2 separate regions of the Sus scrofa genome follow, and region 1 is linked to region 2. Evidence: chromatin contacts called from public Hi-C data. All regions are on one chromosome and are shown on one strand. The core of a region is the stretch at or near the end of the contact, and the rest is flanking DNA. Distances in the headings are between cores, read along the strand shown.

Region 1 (3,835 bases), core at 102-2,601, 980 kb before region 2:
GGAGTCAGTAAAGCTTCACATCAGTTGGCTCTTGAAAGTGAATTTAAACAAAGTTGGAAAATGCAATGCTCATAAAAGGGAGATGGTTCTTGGAAATCTGATATGCTCATACCTATCATTATTCTGAGCAGAAACTTGAGCTGGGAATTCCAGGTGAGCGGCTAAGGCAGTCCTCAGTAGGTTCGCACCTTTATGCAAGTTCACTGCCAGGTAAATGGCTCAGCCTTCTCTGGCGCTGTCCCTTCAGCATGGACAGGTGTTCCTAGGGAAAGGTGCATATAGTTGCACTATAGTCTTCAATACCCAGGACAGAATTAAATCAGAGATCTTTCCCTCTAAGAATCACAAGATAATAGAGTTGGAAGGGATACCGAAAATTCCAGTTTAGTTGTTTCTAATTTATATCTCCCAGAATCTTAGGGAGTTTCAAAGTGGCAAATGAAAAACTGAAATCAACTTTCAGTATTCGAAAAAGCCTACCAGAAATCGCATCTTCTGGTGGTATTAACTGCTAGGTTTCCTTGTTTTGTGATAGAAATCACATCAAATCCACGTTAGATGTGGGCTTTAACCGAGTTGTGTTCCGATTAAATACAATTTGCTTTTTCATGTTTATACTTAACTTGGTAAATAACTTTTCAAAATCCAAGAGATCATAGTCGAACCCATAAACTTTCCATAATGTTTGTAATTTACGAAGCACTATTCACTGACTTCAAAACTATGGAATGGTTAAAGCATAGCCCAGAGTCCTTGACTCTTAGTCCACTGCTCTTTTCAACTGCTCAGAGCTTCTAGGTTCCTTCTGTGTGTCCTAGGCTTCAGAGCCTCCAATCCCGGATTCGGAAGCACCTGCTGTGCCATAGCTACTGGGTCACACTGCCGCCTTCCAGTCAGCAGCGACCGCTCCCTGCCCACGTTCAGGAATGCGGCTCGCTGCCACGCATGCGTGGTGCAGCGACTCACCGCCAGCGCCGCTCCTCTTCCCCTGGAGCTGGGACCCTGGGTAACCTGCGAGGGTCGGAGCCCAGGGTGCGCCTGCGCAGTCGCTTTTGGAGCGCTCCTCATCTTCCCCCTCCGCCAAACCGCTCGGCCACCACTGCCATCCATTCCTCTCTCTCCGCAGCCCTTTCACCCCTTAAGACAGCCCTGCCCTCGGGCGCGTCACGAAGGAAACCAGCTCTCGATGAGGGCAGCGGTCGTTGCTAGGCCGCCGTCGCCCAGGGAGCGCTGTGCGTGTCTGAGCGCCGTGCGTGTCTGAGCACCGCCCCGGCAGCGGGCGCGTCTAAAGTTGTATCCCCCGCCGCTCCCGCCCCTTCCGCCGCTCGCGCGCGCGCACGGCCGGCCCACGGCGCGCCCGGGTTGGCTGCGGCGGTGATCGCGGCGGCGGCGGCGGCCTCGAGAGCGGTAGTGGTTCCTGCTCTGCTTTAATAGTTCCCTCCGCCCCCTCCCGCCGGACGCTGCTGTGTGGTTGCCTAACAAAAATCAACTTTATTGTTTCTCAGCCCCACCTCCCGGCGCGTCGCTCGTCCTCAGGATGCGCTGAGGCGGAGGGGAGGGAGGCGGCGGCAGGTCCCTCTCCTCCGAGCGCCCGTCCGGAGGGGAGGGAGTCACGATGTCTGGGAGCCGCCAGGTCGGTTCGGGCTCCGCAGGGACCAGCCCTGGCTCCTCGGCGGCCTCCTCGGTGACTTCCGCCTCCTCGTCCTTATCCTCTTCCCCGTCGCCCCCTTCCTTGGCAGCTTCGGCGGCGGCGCTGGGGTCCGGCGGGGCGGCCCAGGCCGCGGGCTCTGGCGGCCTCGGGGGCCCGGTGCGGCCTGTGCTGGTGGCGGCCGCCGTGTCCGGCAGCGCCGGGGCGGTGTCCGCGGGCCTGTCCCGGCTGAGCTGCGCCGCCAGGCCCAGCGCTGGCGTAGGAGGGAGCAGCTCCAGCCTAGGCAGCGGCAGCAGGAAGCGACCTCTGCTCGCCCCCCTGTGCAACGGGCTCATCAACTCCTATGAGGACAAAAGCAACGACTTCGTCTGGTGCGTTGGACGAGCAGCCTTCTGCCTCTCTCTACCTTAGGACTTTCTGCTGTTGGGGCGGCTGGGGTCCGGGGTGAGGGCGGTGTGTTGGGCTCTGTGGCGGTGTCTGCAGAGGGATCCGAGCGTTTGCAGGGGTTGGTGAGGAGAGGTGGGGGAGTCCCGAGGCAGGATGGCAGGATGGAGGTATTAAAGACGTCGATGCTGGTGGGGAGAAGTGGAGGGAGTTTAGGGAGTAATAAATAAGGGGAGCGATGGAAGGTCAAATAAATTGCTGTACAGAAAAGGAGAAAGTTGGGCACGGAGGTTGGGCCTTGCGTTTTCTGGCTATCTGAGGAATTAGGCACCCTGTCAGTCCGGATTGCTCGTTGAGGTTAATTAAAACTTGTACAGAGAGAGAGGCTTAAGGTTCCCGGGATGCTGAGGGAGGGAGTTGGTGGTCAAAATTTTCTTATTGGAAGTATGGTGGATGGTACTCTAAACATGGATGTTTAAAGGGAAGTAGTATTTGATGTAAATATCCATCGTGTGTCCGTGTAAATATCTCCTCCCACTTCAGAGGCTGGGTCACTTTTAAATCTGTTGTTGACGCTCCTGTAGTCAAGGAAGTCTGTTCACCAAAGAATTCCACCTCTCAGCTGAACGTCTTGAAAGAGGGGACCACATTTATATTTGTCATTCGTGTGTCAGATGCAACTGTATTACATTTGTATTAACACATTAGAGTATACTGAAACTTCGGATTTGAGAAACACTAGGAATTGTCATCATAGAGTCTTGAATGATACACAGTTACAACTTTTGGCATAGAGAGGTTATCCTTGATAAGTGAAAGATGGAGTTGATTGTCTTGCTGGAGAGTGTTTGGGAATTTTCATTGGGTTTTGTATCTACAACCCAATCCAAGTGGTAGGATTACGAGAAAGGAATTGCTTGTAGCTGAGTGAGAACTGGTAGGATTTTGTGCTTTTCCTCTGGAGAAAATTGCCGATAGAATATTAGTGATGTAGGAAGTTGACTTGCACTGTCATTGTAGGGGAAGTTGATTCACTTCAGGGTTGAAGATGATCTGAATTGTTGTCATTAACTATGATAGGGCTAGAAGTTGGAACTATAAGAAAGTTATTGATTAGACTTACAGTTTTTAGTTCTTGCAGTGAAAATGTCATGCATATTTTTGCATTTGTCATAAATAACTTTGGATTCAGAATTGATTCATTTTTCGCTGAAAGTGGGCTATAATTATAATTGTTATTTATAAATAATTTAAGTAGTTTATGGTTGGAACTAAGAGGTGTTTGTGTTCTTAACCAGCAGAGAATGCCATATGATAAGGTAGAAGCTAATGAAACAAGGTGAGGGTTTGCAGAATTTGTCTTGTTAGCCGCCATTTGCATTTCAGTTTTCCATAGGCTAAAAGAAAACAAACGTGTTGTTATCCATATAGGTACTCTAAAATAGTGTAAAGGGTGTGAGAAATAAGGGAATCAGTCATTCATTCAACAGATATTTATTTCGCGTTCACTGTCTGCCAGGCACTGTAAACACTTCATTATACTTTAAGTCATTTTGTAGGGGATTGGAGACGGATGGAGTATGAGCAGCTGGCACTTATTTTTATTTTATTTTTATGGCCACACCCGTGACTTATGGAAGTACCCCAGCCAAGGATTGAGCCACAGCTCTAACCTATGCCATAGCTGCCTCAGTGCCAGATCCTTTAACCCACTGTAGTGGGCCGGGGATTGAATCCGCACCTCCACTGCCACCTGAGCTGCTTCAGTCTGGTTCTTAACCCACTGCCCCCCAGTGGGAACTC
Region 2 (4,010 bases), core at 1,086-3,585:
TCCAGGACAGTAAGGCAAGCAGCCTTCCTCACTTTATGTTAAATGGGCAGGGAGAATCACAGACTCTTTGGGAGAACACAAGGTAAACTGAACCATCTTTAGGTTTTGCCAGGCTTCTCCACACGCTAACAGAGGAGGTTGCATTGAGGGGAACATCTTAGGCTGTTTTTTTAAAAAAAACAATGCAGTTAAAGAAGATCCTGGAGTCTTCTCTTACCATCTCAGAGCATTCTATTTTATCTGCCATTACATTGCCTTACTCTCTTCTTAAAGTGAAAAACAACCCAATAACATACTAATATTTTTTAAACTATTTGTACGTAAATGATAACAATAGCATTATTCACAATAGCCAAAAGGTGGAAGCAGAGCAAGTGAATATCAACAGATGAAAAGAGAAATAAAATGATACATATCCTTACAATGGAGTATTATTCAGTCACGAAAAGTAAGGAAGTATTGACAGATGCATACATTTTGAAGACGTAATATTAAAGAAAGAAGCCAGACACAAAACAAGTGTGTGGTTCGACTAATATGAGGTATGTAGAGTAGTCAGATTCATAGAGATAGAAAGCAGAATGGTGGTCACCAGAGGCTGGGGTACAGGGGGAATGAGGAGTTACTGTTTAATAGGTACAGAGTTTCAGTCTGGGAAGGTAAAGTTCTGGGGATGGACAGTGGTGATGGTTGTACAATAATGTGAATGTATTTAAAGCCATCCACCTGTACACTTAAAAATGGTTAAATATAGTAAAAATTATTTTATATATATTTTACCTCAATTTTAAAAAAAGGACACTGTGTATACAGCTGGCTCACCCATTTCATGAGCTGATTGTGTTACTGAGTCTAAGGGTGTACTGCTTGCTGCAAGGCGGGTCAGTAAACTGGAGACATGTTGTTGGAGCAAGGAATAGTGGCTTTATTCCAAAAGCCAGCAAACCAACAAGATGGGGCAATGGTGTCCCAAAAAATCATCTTCCCAGAGTTAGAATTATGGCTTTTTTAAAAATATATATATACTAAAAGGGGAGGGGATAAAGTCCTGGTTCCAGGTCAACTCCAGAGGCATGTGTTAATTTCTTCCTTCCTGCAGGCATTCATAGTTGGGCCTGGTCAGGATGTTTTCTGTGAGCTAAACAAAGGTATTTTAGCTTAACTCTCATTACCTGGGAGGCAGGGTCACCAGAGATGGACCATTATGTGTAATTTTAGCTTATAAGTAACATCCCTTCAGTGATTAACTTTTAATAGAATACATAGGTTCTTCCCTATTACAATTGCAGAAAATGACCTTCAACTGTGGGGAGGAGAGAGAAGGGCATTACATGGGCTAGAATTAGGAATAGGTGGCTGCCTGACCCCTGTTCAAGAATTTTCTGCTTCTGCTATGATAGGGGCTTATGCTGTCCTTTCCTGCCAGCTGGTCTCAGTCAGTGTCTCCCCAGTCCGTTAGCTATGTCCCAATAAACTTGATCTTCTTAAAAAAAAAAAAAAAAAAAAAAAAAAGGAGTATGTACTCATCTTCCCTTTCCACAAGATTCCTGTTCAATGATGCAGATATAAGTAACACACAGGCAACTCCTCCTTCATCAATCAACACATCTAAAATACAGGTCCCACTAAGATACAGTCCTTGATATTCTTTCACCAGGACGGTAGGTGGGTAGTACTTGCCTTACATCCGCACAAAGGGGCACCTCAGAGTTTATTCCAGACAAAGGACATTTGCTATGAAACTGAACTCAAAGTTCTCTGACCTACAGACTGAAAACAGCAGTTTTAAATGCCAAGGCTCCCCTCCACCTGAAAAACCCCCAAATGTTTTAAGCCCTTTTCACCTAAAGCTCCAATATGCAAACTGTATTTTTAAAATTTATTTTTTAAACCCTAGACATATAAATGGGAATTGTAGCATTGCCATTAGCAACTTGATCATTCTCATCATATAGCGGAGAGAAAGGAGATACCTGCAAAATCTACGTAAGGGATAACAGAGGAAGAGCTGACCATAATTCTAGGTTTCTGGCAAATAAACTAATGGCGGGTACAGGAGAAGCAAGTTGAGCGAGAGAACTTGAGAAACAGAAACTAGTGATAATGAATGAACTGGCAGGTGGGAGTAGGGGAAAGAAATGGAGGTGGGTGGGGACACAGTTAATTTAAGAGGTTGTGTAAAGAATCTGAGAGGAACAGGTGAAGAGCGTCAGCCTCCACGGTCAGTAGCACAACTCCGCTTCCAGATTGTTAATTCCCAAATTCCGTTGAATACCGCGAGAACTCCTATCCAATAACTTCTCCCTTCTGCCGGTACGCTAAAGACCCCACCCCCTGCGGCCCAGACCCCGCCCCTCGTGTCCGCTGTTTCCGGCTGTGTTAATAAAGTTGCAGCGGTTTGCCGCTTGCGGCGGACAATATGGCGGCTTCCATGCTGGGTTTTCTGCTGCGGACCGTCCGGCAGGTCTGGCCCACGCGTTTATACCCTCTCTCCTCTTTCCCCTGAACCTCCAAACCTGCGAGTCGCCCACCATTCTGCCACCTGTAGCGTCCAGTGCAGACCCGTGTCAGTGTTCTCCCTCTCCCCACTTCCCTTCTGTCTGATTAAGGGGAGGGCTGAGCTGCGATTTTAAATTTGGTATTCGCTTATAACTAAGTGGGGTTCAAAGCTGCAGATTGACTCCATTTTTTAAGGAATGTAGGTGGAGACAGAAGTAGTCCGAGGAATGAGGCCCTAGGGACTCCAGTGTTAAGAGAACGGAGCAAAGGAGACTTCAAAGGAGCAGAGCGAGGAAGGAGCGTGGTGGCCTGAAAGCATTCCAAGATCAGGGAGTAGGCAACTCTGCTCAAAATCAATTTTAAAAAGGGCCGATAGTTGCCTGTCGGGTTTAGTAGTGAGAAAGTTGGTGGGACCTTGATCATAGTTGTTTTTTTGCGTAGTAGGGGCGAAACCGTTCAAGACAGCGGGAGGAAAGAAATTGGAGATGAGCATTTGAAGACGTTTTGCTGCAAAGGGGAGCAGAAAAGGGAGTCGGTAGCTGGAGAGGAGATGAGTTAAGAACAGGTGTTTTGTGTGTGTGTATTTTTAACGTGGCAGAAGTAACTGCATGTTTTTGTGTTAAAGGGAAAAATTCTGTAGAGTGGGGAAAATGTAGGAGAGAGAATTGCTGGAGCTGTGTAGGCAAGAGGTGGTGACTAGTGTTCGGTTTTTTTGGTCTCAGGAACTTGAAGAGTTATCTGTAATACCGTTGTCCAGTAGAAATAAAATGCCAACCACATATGTAATTTAAAGTTTTATAGCGGTCACGTTTAAAAATTAAAAGATGAAATTAATTTTATTGAAATATTTTAATAGGTATATCCAAAATACTGTTACTTCAACATGTAATCTGTAAAGGGATATATTTATTTTTTTAAATATAGATCTTTAAAATGAAGTATGTATTTTAAACTTACAGTACATCTTAGTTCGGATGCTAAATTTTCCACCATTGAAATGGAAAATGTAGTATCAAAACAGTTACTTGATATTTACCTTGGTTGTTTAAATTTTTAAATTCTTTAAAATTTTTAATTAAATAAAATTAAGTAAAATTAGGAATTACATTCTTCTAGTTAACTTGAAGTGCTCCCTAGCCAATAATAGTCCCGGAGTGGCTGTTATTGGGTGTTAGAAGGAGCAAGCTGGAAAGAAGTGATAGAGAATTAACGCAGTTATTAAATAGAATGCTTGTTGTTCCTGCTCTGATGCAGTGGGTTAAGAATTCAACCGTGGTGATTCGGGTCGCTGCAGAGGCATGGGTTCGAGCCCTGGCCAGCAAATTAAAGATCTGGTGTAGCCGCAGCTGTAGCTCGAATTCAGTCTCTAGCCCGGGAACTTCCACGTGCCTCGGGTGGTGATGATGATGATGATGATAGAAAGCTTGCACTTACTGGTAATGAAAGACCTGGGGCATGAAAGTGAATAGGTGAAGAAGAATGGAGGACAAAAACCACTGGAGGGAAAGAGT

What was found. Hi-C and Micro-C count contacts between places; a contact is called where the count stands out from the background.
Region 1: a contact with region 2 is called in a Hi-C map of alveolar macrophages, with 2.6 times the contacts expected there. The contact joins the promoter of RFWD2 here to the promoter of MRPS14 in region 2. A contact is called at or near these places in 3 of 47 Hi-C or Micro-C datasets (alveolar macrophages, embryonic fibroblasts and heart right ventricle).

What each region holds. Positions count from the first base shown.
Region 1 is chr9:118,111,784-118,115,618 of Sscrofa11.1, reverse strand. It overlaps RFWD2 (E3 ubiquitin-protein ligase RFWD2), which reads left to right and starts at 1,351. Exons shown (of 20, transcript XM_021063674.1): 1 at 1,351-2,019. The coding sequence starts at 1,616.
Region 2 is chr9:117,135,513-117,139,522 of Sscrofa11.1, reverse strand. MRPS14 (28S ribosomal protein S14, mitochondrial) reads left to right here and starts at 2,335. Exons shown (of 3, transcript XM_013989625.2): 1 at 2,335-2,464. The coding sequence starts at 2,420.